Regions from separate parts of the Capra hircus genome. Here region 1 is linked to region 2. The links are chromatin contacts, called in public Hi-C maps. All regions are on one chromosome and are shown on one strand. Each heading gives the region's core, a stretch centred on a gene start, on an enhancer-like site or on the middle of the called end of the contact. The rest is flanking DNA. Distances are from core to core; before and after follow the strand shown. Region 1 overlaps ARNTL (aryl hydrocarbon receptor nuclear translocator-like protein 1). Region 2 has its middle 71 kb from the start of ARNTL.

Region 1 (5,621 bases), core at 2,326-4,825, 130 kb before region 2:
AAGAGCCAGGGTTCCCCTCCTGCCGAGCAGCAGCAGGACAGACGGGAAGGCAGTGGGGTGGACAAACGGGAAAGGGCGTGATGGGGACAGAAAAAGAGGATGGGGCAGTGGTCAGTCCTCTGAAGCCAGACCGCCTGGGTTCAAATCCCAGTCCTGCCGCTGACTAGCTGTGTCCTGAGCCAGTTCCATGACCTCTGGGAGCTGCAGTCTCCTCGCCTGTAAGAGGAGGATTTCTCTTTCCAGACTGAATGAGGCCAATGCACAAAAAGCACTTAGGATGCCTGTTGGGTTAACTGTGGTTACCAAAGTGCTGAACTGTGAGGAGAGACCAGGAGCAGAAGGCCGGGGACTGGGCATAAGTATGGAGGTCACAGAAAGCAAGCTTGGACTGCAAATCTGCCGTGAAGGGGCACAGAAATGGTGGGAGGACAAGCCTCTGGGGGAGAGGGGAGGGCCTGGCCAGTGGATAAGCTCTGGGAGTAGAAGGGAGAGGATGAGGGTGATGGGGAAAGGCTTGAAGAGGGACCTGGGAGTGGGGCTGGAGAACACTCTGGAGGCCCGTGTGCTGCAGTGGGCAGCGCGGAGAGCACCCCTGAATCTGAAACCGAGGATGCTGCTTTGAGAGTCCACCCCTTTTGTCCTACGGCCAGTTAAACTAAAATCAGAGAAATAACTACCATGGGAAGCTGGGAAGACGATAACGAGAAAGCCAGATCAATAGGTAATACTAACAAAACTGTAGAGTTACCAGGAAGATGAGATGGTGAAAGCAAAGGACGATGACCTCCCTGCAGAGATGGGGATACAGGGGAAGGGGGGCCAGTGGCTGACAGTGCCGCCAGAACCAGGATGCACGGTGGGGAAGCGGGGGGACGAGGGGCTCGGGGATACAGTCCCGCCTGCTGCAGGGTTGGACTGATGGGGAAGGAGGCCTCGGATGGCTACCACGGCCCCAAAGCCCCAAAGTAATGCATCCAGCAGAACTTACTAGGCACCCCTGTAGGCCAGGTAATTTCCACAATGAAAGAACTGGTCATCGGAGTAAACTTCCACCACAGATTGCCCGTGGCCGTCAAATTTCAATTCGGGACAGTTTTGTAATGATGAAGACACTATGCGTGTGCAGTCCCACAATCCTTCGTGAATCTTTCAACAGATATTCACTAAAAGCATCCAGGTACCATGCACTGCTCTCCATGGCAGGGCTGGGGTGGGGAACACAGACCCTTGCCCTCCTCTCATATACATTCTGGTGACCAAGGCCAGCAGAGGGATAAAGAAGTAAACGATGCTGGGAGGTGGGAAGTGCTGGGGAGGAAAGTCCGCCACGGGGCAGGAGGAGCGCTGGGGAGGAAGGTGGAGACGTGGGGAGCCAGAGAAGCAAGGAGTGTTCCAGGCGAGAGAGGAACCGGTGCTGTGGTGGAGGCCACAGGGTGCTGGGCCAACCCCTGTAAGGACCTTGGCTTTGACTCTGAGTGAAAAGGGATGGCATGACCCACCTGGGATTTAAATCTGGCTGTCGTGCTGAGAAGCAAGGTGGGGAGGGGGGACCCTGTGGGGGCGGTGCTGTGCATATAGCCATGCACAGTGATGGAGGAGCTGTGTGTGTGTGTGTCTGTGCGTGCATGTCTGTGAGTGTATATGGCGGGTGATGTGTGTGTGTGTGTGTGTGTGTGCATGCATGTCTGTGGGTGTATATGGCAGGTGGTGTGTGTGTGTGTGTGCGTGCATGTCTGTGAGTGTATATGGCGGGTGATGTGTGTGTGTGTGTGTGCATGTATGTCTGTGAGTGTATATGGCGGGTGATGTGTGTGTGTGTGTGTGCATGTATGTCTGTGAGTGTATATGGTGGGTGATGTGTGTGTGTGTGCGTGCATGTCTGTGAGTGTATATGGCAGGTGATGTGTGTGTGTGTGTGCGTGCATGCATGTCTGTGAGTGTATATGGCGGGTGATGTGTGTGTGTGCGCATGTCTGTGAGTGTATATGGCGGGTGATGCGTGTGTGTGTGCGTGTGTGCGTGTGTGCATGCATGTCTGTGGGTGTACATGGTGGGTGGTGTGTGTGTGTGCGTGCGTGTCTGTGAGTGTGTATGGTGGGTGGTGTGTGTGTGCGTGTGTGCGTGCATGTCTGTGAGTGTATATGGCGGGTGATGTGTGTGTGTGTGTGTGTGTGCATGCATGTCTGTGGGTGTATATGGCAGGTGGTGTGTGTGTGTGTGTGCGTGCATGTCTGTGAGTGTATATGGCGGGTGGTGTGTGTGTGTGTGTGCACGTATGTCTCTGAGTGTATATGGCGGGTGATGTGTGTGTGTGTGTGTGCATGTATGTCTGTGAGTGTATATGGCGGGTGATGTGTGTGTGTGTGTGTGCATGCATGCATGTCTGTGAGTGTATATGGTGGGTGATGTGTGTGTGTGTGTGTGTGCATGTATGTCTGTGAGTGTATATGGCGGGTGGTGTGTGTGTGTGTGCGTGCATGTCTGTGAGTGTATATGGCAGGTGATGTGTGTGTGCATGCATGCATGTCTGTGAGTGTATATGGCGGGTGATGTGTGTGTGTGTGTGTGCATGTATGTCTGTGAGTGTATATGGCGGGTGATGTGTGTGTGTGTGTGTGCGTGCATGTCTGTGAGTGTATATGGTGGGTGATGTGTGTGTGTGTGTGCATGTATGTCTGTGAGTGTATATGGCGGGTGATGTGTGTGTGTGTGTGTGCGTGCATGTCTGTGAGTGTATATGGCAGGTGATGTGTGTGTGTGTGCATGTATGTCTCTGAGTGTATATGGCGGGTGGTGTGTGTGTGTGTGTGTGCGCGTGTGCGTGCATGTCTGTGAGTGTATATGGCGAGTGATGTGTGTGTGTGCATGCATGTCTGAGTGTATATGGCGGGTGGGGTGTGTGTGTGTGTGTGTGTGTGCACATGTCTGTGAGTGTATATGGCGGGTGATGTGTGTGTGTGTGTGTGCATGCATGTCTGTGAGTGTATATGGCTGGTGATGTGTGTGTGTGTGTGTGCATGGATGTCTGAGTGTATATGGCGGGTGGTGTGTGTGTGTGTGTGTGTGTGTGTGTGTGCGCGTGCATGTCTGTGAGTGTATATGGCGGGTGATGTGTGTGTGTGTGTGTGCATGCATGTCTGTGAGTGTATATGGCGGGTGATGTGTGTGTGTGTGAGATAAAGGTAGCAGCATCACCAGTGAAAGCCAGTGAGGAAACATCTAGAACAGTGAACAGTCAGGAAAAGATGACACAACTCAGGCCCGGTCTGAGGAGTGACTGAAATAATTCGAGGTATATTTTCAGGCAGGCTGTGCGGATGAATGGGATGTGAAGTCTAAGAGGAGCTGGGGCTGGGTGGCCATGGTGGGGTGGTGAGAAGCTGCTGAGTGTTGGATATACTGTGAGGGAACAGCTGGTGGGATTCCACATGTTTTTCTGGTATGAGGGCTGTAGCCCTTCCATGAACAGAACAAAGGCCCCCAGCCCAGGGAGCCAGTGGGAGAGAAGATCCCCCCTGAACTCCCCTTGCTGGGCCACGTGCCCGTGTGACGGCTGGTGGAAGAAGAGCCTTCCTGTGGTCCAGCTAGCAGGGCAGGAGCAGACGGTTGGGGACATGTTGAGTGGGAGGTCTGCATCACAGACTACACTGTGGTCCATGTACCTGCCGCCTGCCTTCCTGGAGCAGCGCCCAGCTCCCATTGACTGAGCATGACACATGCTGAGGACGGTGCTAGCCCTTACCCAGCTCATTTGGTTCACCACGACCTTTTGGGGAAGGTATTATGATCACCATCATGTAAAAAGATGGTATTGAGGCTCAGAGAGGTGTAGCAACTTGTCCAAAATCACACAGCCAGAATGGGGGATCAAAGACAGAACCCCGACATGCCCGACTCCCAGAGCTAGAACTCTGCATATGCTTTGTTGCTGCAGAGACTCAGCAAAGAAAAGCAAAAGTGATATCCCACGTAGGAGGAAGAGGGCAGGGCTGGCTCTCGCCCACCTGCCTCCCGCCTCTGGTTCAAGGATGCCCAAACGGGTCACAAGGCTGTGAATCGACCACAGTGCTGGGGGCACGGCTGGTGTGTTTGGTTAAACACTAAATCAGATGGTCCCTCCTGTTCCAGTCTGGAATGCCTGGGAACCTTTCTGAAATGTACTTGTCCACTTGCCTGCCCTGGCAAACACAGTTTGAGGGCGACGATTTAACTGTATGATGAGTGCCAAGGCCTCCTGCCAGCGCCCCAGATCTCAGATGTTCATCTGAGTGTTTCCTGACCCCAGGAATAACCCTGCAAGTTCCTCTTTTAACTAAAATGGAATCTGCTTGTTTTCTTTCACTGGTCTCTTTCCTACACGAGGAATAAACAAAATTTCAGCGATTTCAGTTTCATTTTTCTGAGCCTTAGTAATAGCAAGTGAGAGTTATATGTCTAAGAATCTCAAACAACGTGAGTTGTAGAGCTCAAGATAATTTTTCTGAGAAAAATATTCAGTGCAAGAATCACAACAAAAATGACGACACAAAAACTGGCAGCAGAAACCACGCACTGGGCTTTTATTTTGTGCCATGAAGTGTTTTTTCATCTAGTTCTCAGTTAGAAGTAACTAATCCTCAGAGAGGTCAAGTAAACTGCCTGTCAATTTTTAGCAAATGAGTGGGAAAGCCAGGATTCAAACTCAGGGTCATCTGACTCCAGAGCTCTGTGGCAGGTAAAGAAATATTATCCTTTCTGAATTAAGTGAAACAAAACAAAAATAAAACCTGCTGTAAATCCATGAAAAGCCAATCACCTCAGTGGAAAAATAAAGCACGTGAATAGGTAATTTGCAAAACCTGTACAGTCCATTTGTTCAGGCAGAGGTCACAAAACAACAAAAACAAACTTGGTAAAAGCAAGGAGGGCTGCCTGCCTGGTTTTCCCTTCTGAAAAATCTACACATAGATGGTAACACACACACACACACACACACACACACACACACACACACAGATGGGAGTGATGAAAAAAATAAAGATGGCCAAGCTGAAAAAAGCTGATGATAAAAACTGTGTTTTAGACTCTAAGATTATATATTTTCTAAAAGGGCCAGGGGAGACATCAAAACACTTTATTTCTCTGACAAGGGATGCAGTTAAATTCTGACTTCTATTACATATCCTTACGTAAAAGGAAATTTCTAAGTGAAACCATTTCTTTTTATTTCAAGTCTATCCTAAGGTTTCTCCAGCTGATTTATAAGCTAACACACACACACAAACTCTCCCCCTCTCTCTCATACTTTCAAAGACTCAATACAGATATTTTTAATATTCTTTTCATTCACTTGAAATAAAATTTGTAAATCATATAACCTGCCAACACTTACAATTTCAAGACAATCAACATTGCTGTAATACAAAGAAGAAAGAAAATAAAGTTAGTTAAAGTAAAATAACACATCCATCAATATGCAGAGGTTGGGCACAGCTACTCTCCAGACATAGTGAAAGATGTAATGAGATGCCTATAGCTATTTATAACAAATAGGTAAACCTCATATACTTCGGTGCTTGTGTTCCTGGAAAATTCAGTATATATTAAAAACATGCAAATTTTATTTTTGTTTATATGTAAAA
Region 2 (4,993 bases), core at 1,332-3,831:
TAATTCTGGAGCCACCAATAATAATCAGTTCAGTTCAGTTCAGTCGCTCAGTCATGTCTGACTCTTTGCAATTATATCTTGATTTATTGAGCGCTTACTATGTGCCAGGCACTGCTTTATGTGCCTTACAAATACTATATTAATAAATCCTTTCAACAAATACCTGTTGCTGAAATCCTTTCAACAAAATCCTATAAAACAAATACCTGTTATCAGCCCCATTTTACAGATGAAGAGACTGAGGCACAGAGAATTTACTTGCCCAGGGTCACATTGCTGGTAGGTAGAAGCCAGGATCTGAATCCGAGCTGTTTAGCTACAGAGCCTACATCCTGCATTATTTTAATAACAATGATGACATTTGGGGGAACATTTGGGAAGGACCAGGGGCAGAGCAAAATATTTTATGTGTAATAGGTCATACAATCCCTCAACAATCCTAGGAGGGAGGTCTGTTATTGTTCTCTTCTGGCTGATAAAACTGAATCTTAAGCCATGTCTGAGTCATTGAGGATGAAAGCAAAGGGCTTGGCTCCGTGGCCCCAGACTCTTAGATGTTGGTCTACACTTCCTTCCAGCATAGTATGTGCTCAGTAGATATTTAAGAGACAAATAAATGAATAAAATGGAGGAGGGAAAGAGTGAAGGGAGGGAGGGATAGAGGGAGGAACAAGGAAAGAAAGAAGGAAATAGAGGAAAAGACATCCAACATGCTATAGTGATCAGCTACCTCTCAAACTCAATCAATGTTTGTAATGCAATAAACATTCCATCATGTAAATATTGTGAAAGAGGACTCTGGAAGTAAAACCTTTAAATCAAAGAAAATTCCAGAACATCAAAGACTGGTAGAGAAATTCTTGGGAGTAGTAAGAGCTTCTTGCTAAGTCACTTCAGTCGTGTCCAACTCTGTGTGACCCCATAGACGGCAGCCTACCAGGCTCCCCTGTCCCTGGGATTCTCCAGGCAAGAACACTGGAGTGGGTTGCCATTTCCTTCTCCAATGCATGAAAGTGAAAAGTGAAAGTGAAGTCGCTCAGTCGTGTCTGACCCTCAGCGACCCCATGGACTGCAGCCTTCCAGGCTCCTCCATCCATGGGATTTAAGAGTACTGGAGTGGGGTGCCATTACCTTAAAGCCCAGGTATATAAGCCAGCAATGGATTTAACTCACCAGTCTTGACACACTTCCTTGGAATAGCAAATTATAATGAGTACTGGTTACTTAAAAGCCACCCATACTCAAGAGGTACCTTTTCTGAAATGCTTCTCAGGGTTTGGTTTTTCTTAAGAGATACCATTAATCTCTATTATTCTGTGACCTAATTTGACCGTCAAGAGGAATGAAGACTGAAATGGTTTCCTTTTCTTCAGGAGGATGTTTTCTGGTTTTATAGATACCATGTGAGCGCATGTGTTCTGTATTTCTCTCTTGCTGTCTGCCTCAGGAAGGGATGCAATTTCTGCAGGCTAGGCAGGAGGTAATTTTCTTAGGTTAATCAAGCAAAGCCTGGTGGATTTTTCTACCACAGACAGGAAGGCCTCAGTTTAGCACATTAACAGTAACCGTATTTTCCAAACCCCAAATAGGGGCACAGCATCTGGTGGAGCACTGAATTCTGCTTTATGAGTGTGGTCATGTGACCTTCCCACCAACGTACAAAAATGACATCATCCGTCACTAGCCATGTAATGAATTGCCTTTATGGAAGGTAAAATGGCTGGATGCCGGGGACAGCAGGGATACAGGGACAAGGGGTCCTTGCACCTCCAGAGCCAGGGATCTTTAAGGAGATCAGGGATGGGGTCTCTCTGTGCCCCAGATGGAGAGGGCCTTGGTGACATGGCATTGCTCACCGTCCCTGTGGTTAATGAGCTCACCCTCGGGCCGCCGGCCGGTCTGCCGCTAGCTAGCTGCCAGCCTCTCCTCTCCGGCTGTGAGTCAGCCGTGGGCTGTCACTCGATCCAGCTGGGCCATGGAGCCTCACGAGGAAGCCTGCCCTGCCCAGGTTGCCGCCAGCTTCCCTTCCCTGGTGCCTGGTGGGGAAGCAGCTTGTCCTGGTTAGAATTCAGGGCTTTGTTAAGAGGCCCCTTGTCACACCCACAGACATCCCACCCCAGCCAGAGGAGGCGGGCCAGCCCAGGAAGGGGACTCCTGCACACACACAGGGTTCTTTGAAGCACTCTAGAGATTTCACACAGTTAATCTCCTTTGTCCTGCACATAATTCCAGTGGAATTAGTCAGCTTTAATGGGTAGCATCTCACCCTACTTCCCTTTCTGCCTGGAAGTACACCCACTAGCCTCTCCCTCCAAACCCTTTGTTTTTCAGCTCCTGGTTGGTAGTCATTCAGCCTATTAACCCTTGCACAGTGCATTGGATGAGGACAGGGGAAGGAAGGAATCTGCACTGAAGTTATAGGGCAGGAGCCTTTGACAGGATTATTCTGTTGAATCTTCACCACTGTCCTTCAAGGTAGGAATTTTTGTCCATCTAGATGAAGAAATTGAGGGTCAAGCAAATTACATGTCATTTGCTCAAGGTCACAAAGCTGGTGAGGGGCAAGAGCAGGGATTCAAATTGGAGTCCATCTGGTTCCTTGACACTTGCTAATTCTATTAACCAGCACAGCAGGAGAGTTATCTGGGGGAACTGCTATTCCTTACACTGTTTTCGTTTATTTTTCGGCAAGAGAAGAGATTTCCTCCCACAGATCTTTACTGTGGGAAACCTTGTTGACTGCATGACCGTGTCCTCAGTCATGGCGTGATTTTTGACACTGTGATGATGCATTGTTGCAAGCTGCAGACATGGTGTCAGTCATCCCCTTGACCAGAATACACACAGCTGGATAACACAGAGCTCAGACAATTGCCTGTTGTTCAACTCTTTGAGCTCAGAGGATCATCACTTGCCAAATCTGTCCATCCACCTGCTCCCCGACACTCTACTGTCCCACCTCACTCTCCAACTCTGGCTCCCAGGTAGCCTTGGTTCTCTGCTCTCTTCCTACTTTCCTTTCCCCTGTAATTTTCTAAACCAGGTGCATTCACACAATATCATCTTCTGTTTAAAAACTATCAGCAGTCTCATGCTGGGTAGATATCCAAAGAAAATGAAATCAGGATCTTGAAAAGATATCTGCTCTCCCATATTTATTACATTATTCACACTAGCTGAGACATGAAAAAACCTCAGCATCCACTGATGGATGAATGGGTGAAGAAATGGGATGGAGATTTATATATGCTCATATGCTCAGTCACTAAGTCATTTCTGACTCTTTGTGACCCCATGGACTGTAGCCCACCAGGCTCCTCTGTCCATGGGATTTTCCTGGCAAGAATACTGGAGTGGGTCACCATTTCCTTCTCCAGTATATTTATATAAAGAAATATTATTCAGTCTTAAGAAAGAAGGAAATCCTGCCATTTGCAGCAACATGGATGAACCTGGAGGATGGTAGGCAAAGTGAAATAATCCAGACACAGAAAGACAAAAAATGAATGATCTCACTTACACGTGGGATCTGAACTAGTTGAACTCTCAGGGTAGAATGGGGTTGCCAGCGGTTTGATGGGAGTGGAGGGGTGGAGGTGGGAAAAGTGGGAAAATATTTGCTAAAGGATATAAAACAGCTCAATAGGATGAATAAGTTCTTGGGGTCTAATGCACAGTGTGGTGACTATGGTTAACCTATTGATTGTACTTGACATTTGTTAAGAGGTAGATGTTAATTGTTAAAAAGGTAACTCTCTGTGGTGACAGCTATGTTATCTAACTTGACTGTGGTGATCATTTCACAAGGTACACGATATCAAAATGCTGTACTGTATGCCTTAAGTATACACAATTTTTATTTGTGAATTATACCCCAATATTAAAAAGCAGGGACATAATTTTGTTGACAAAGGTCCATGTAGTCAAAGTTTGGATGTGGCAGTTGAACCATAGAGAAGGCTGAGTTCTGAAGAATTGATGCTTTCAAGTTGTGGTGTTGGAGAAGACTCTTGAGAATGCCCTGGACAGCAAGGAGATCAGACCAGTCAATCCTGAAGGAATCAGCTCTGAATATTCATTGGAAGGACTGAAGCTGAAGCTGAAGCTCCAATACTTTGGCCACCTGATGTGAAAAGCTGACTCAGTGGCAAAGACCTTGATGCAGGGGAAGACTGAGGGCAGGAGGAGAAGGAGGTGACACAGGATGAGATGGTTGTATGGCATCACTGATTCAATGGACATGAGTTTGAGCAAACTCTGGGAGTTGGTGAAGGACAGTGAAGCCTGGTGTGCTGCAGTCCATGGGGTCACAAAGAGTCGGACACGACTGAGTGGCTGAACAAAAACAATACCTCAACAGAGCTGAAACAAACAAACTTCCAGGGCCTGAAAACCTATGGGAAAAGGCTAAAATCCCTCAGTGAATCATGCATGTCCTTCCATCTCAATGGTCCCTCGGTTCAACAGGTTAAAGCCACTGCAGAGCGGGCACCAGTCTTCACTGGGCGGCATGTACTCAGGGCTCTAAGGCTTCATAGTTCAACCTTCTACCTGAAACAGCCCTCCCTCCTGTTCTAACTAGCAACTTCTTTCAAGAGGCCATTCAAATGCCACTTGCTCTGAGAAGACTGCACTCTCCTGACCCCCTGTGGGGTGCCAACCTTGCTCCTGTCTCCCCGAGTTAGTGTCTGCCTTCCCCAGTAGGCCAGCAGCGCTCAGCAACAGTGGCAGGATTCACTCGCATGTTACACTTGGGTCTGAACTGGGTAGCAAGCGATTTGCACAGCTGATAGTAAAAGCACCCAAGTTTTCGAATGAGCTGCTTTTGTTATAAATTGGAGTGGATTCAAGGTTATTCTTATAATAATGTCATTTTCACACACTTGCATGTTTTTCTGAGTAGGCGAGAAAGGGGTGGGGCCTCAGCTAGCTTGCTGATCATTGTTTCGAGTGTTAAAGAAAAAAGATTAAGAAGGGATCAACAGATCTTGAG

Evidence for each region. Hi-C and Micro-C count contacts between places; a contact is called where the count stands out from the background.
Region 1: a contact with region 2 is called in a Hi-C map of liver, with 3 times the contacts expected there. The contact joins two enhancer-like sites. A contact is called at or near these places in 2 of 5 Hi-C or Micro-C datasets (blood and liver).

The regions. Positions count from the first base shown.
Region 1 is chr15:42,992,890-42,998,510 of ARS1.2, reverse strand. All of the region lies in intron 1 of ARNTL (aryl hydrocarbon receptor nuclear translocator-like protein 1), which reads right to left. Among named protein-coding and RNA genes, the nearest start is that of ARNTL, 63 kb to the right of the region's middle. Within about 2 kb of position 3,575, at least 1 of the 5 cell types and tissues checked has an H3K27ac peak or open chromatin away from gene starts, as enhancers often do.
Region 2 is chr15:42,859,704-42,864,696 of ARS1.2, reverse strand. No RefSeq gene overlaps it. Among named protein-coding and RNA genes, the nearest start is that of ARNTL, 71 kb to the left of the region's middle. Within about 2 kb of position 2,581, at least 3 of the 5 cell types and tissues checked have an H3K27ac peak or open chromatin away from gene starts, as enhancers often do.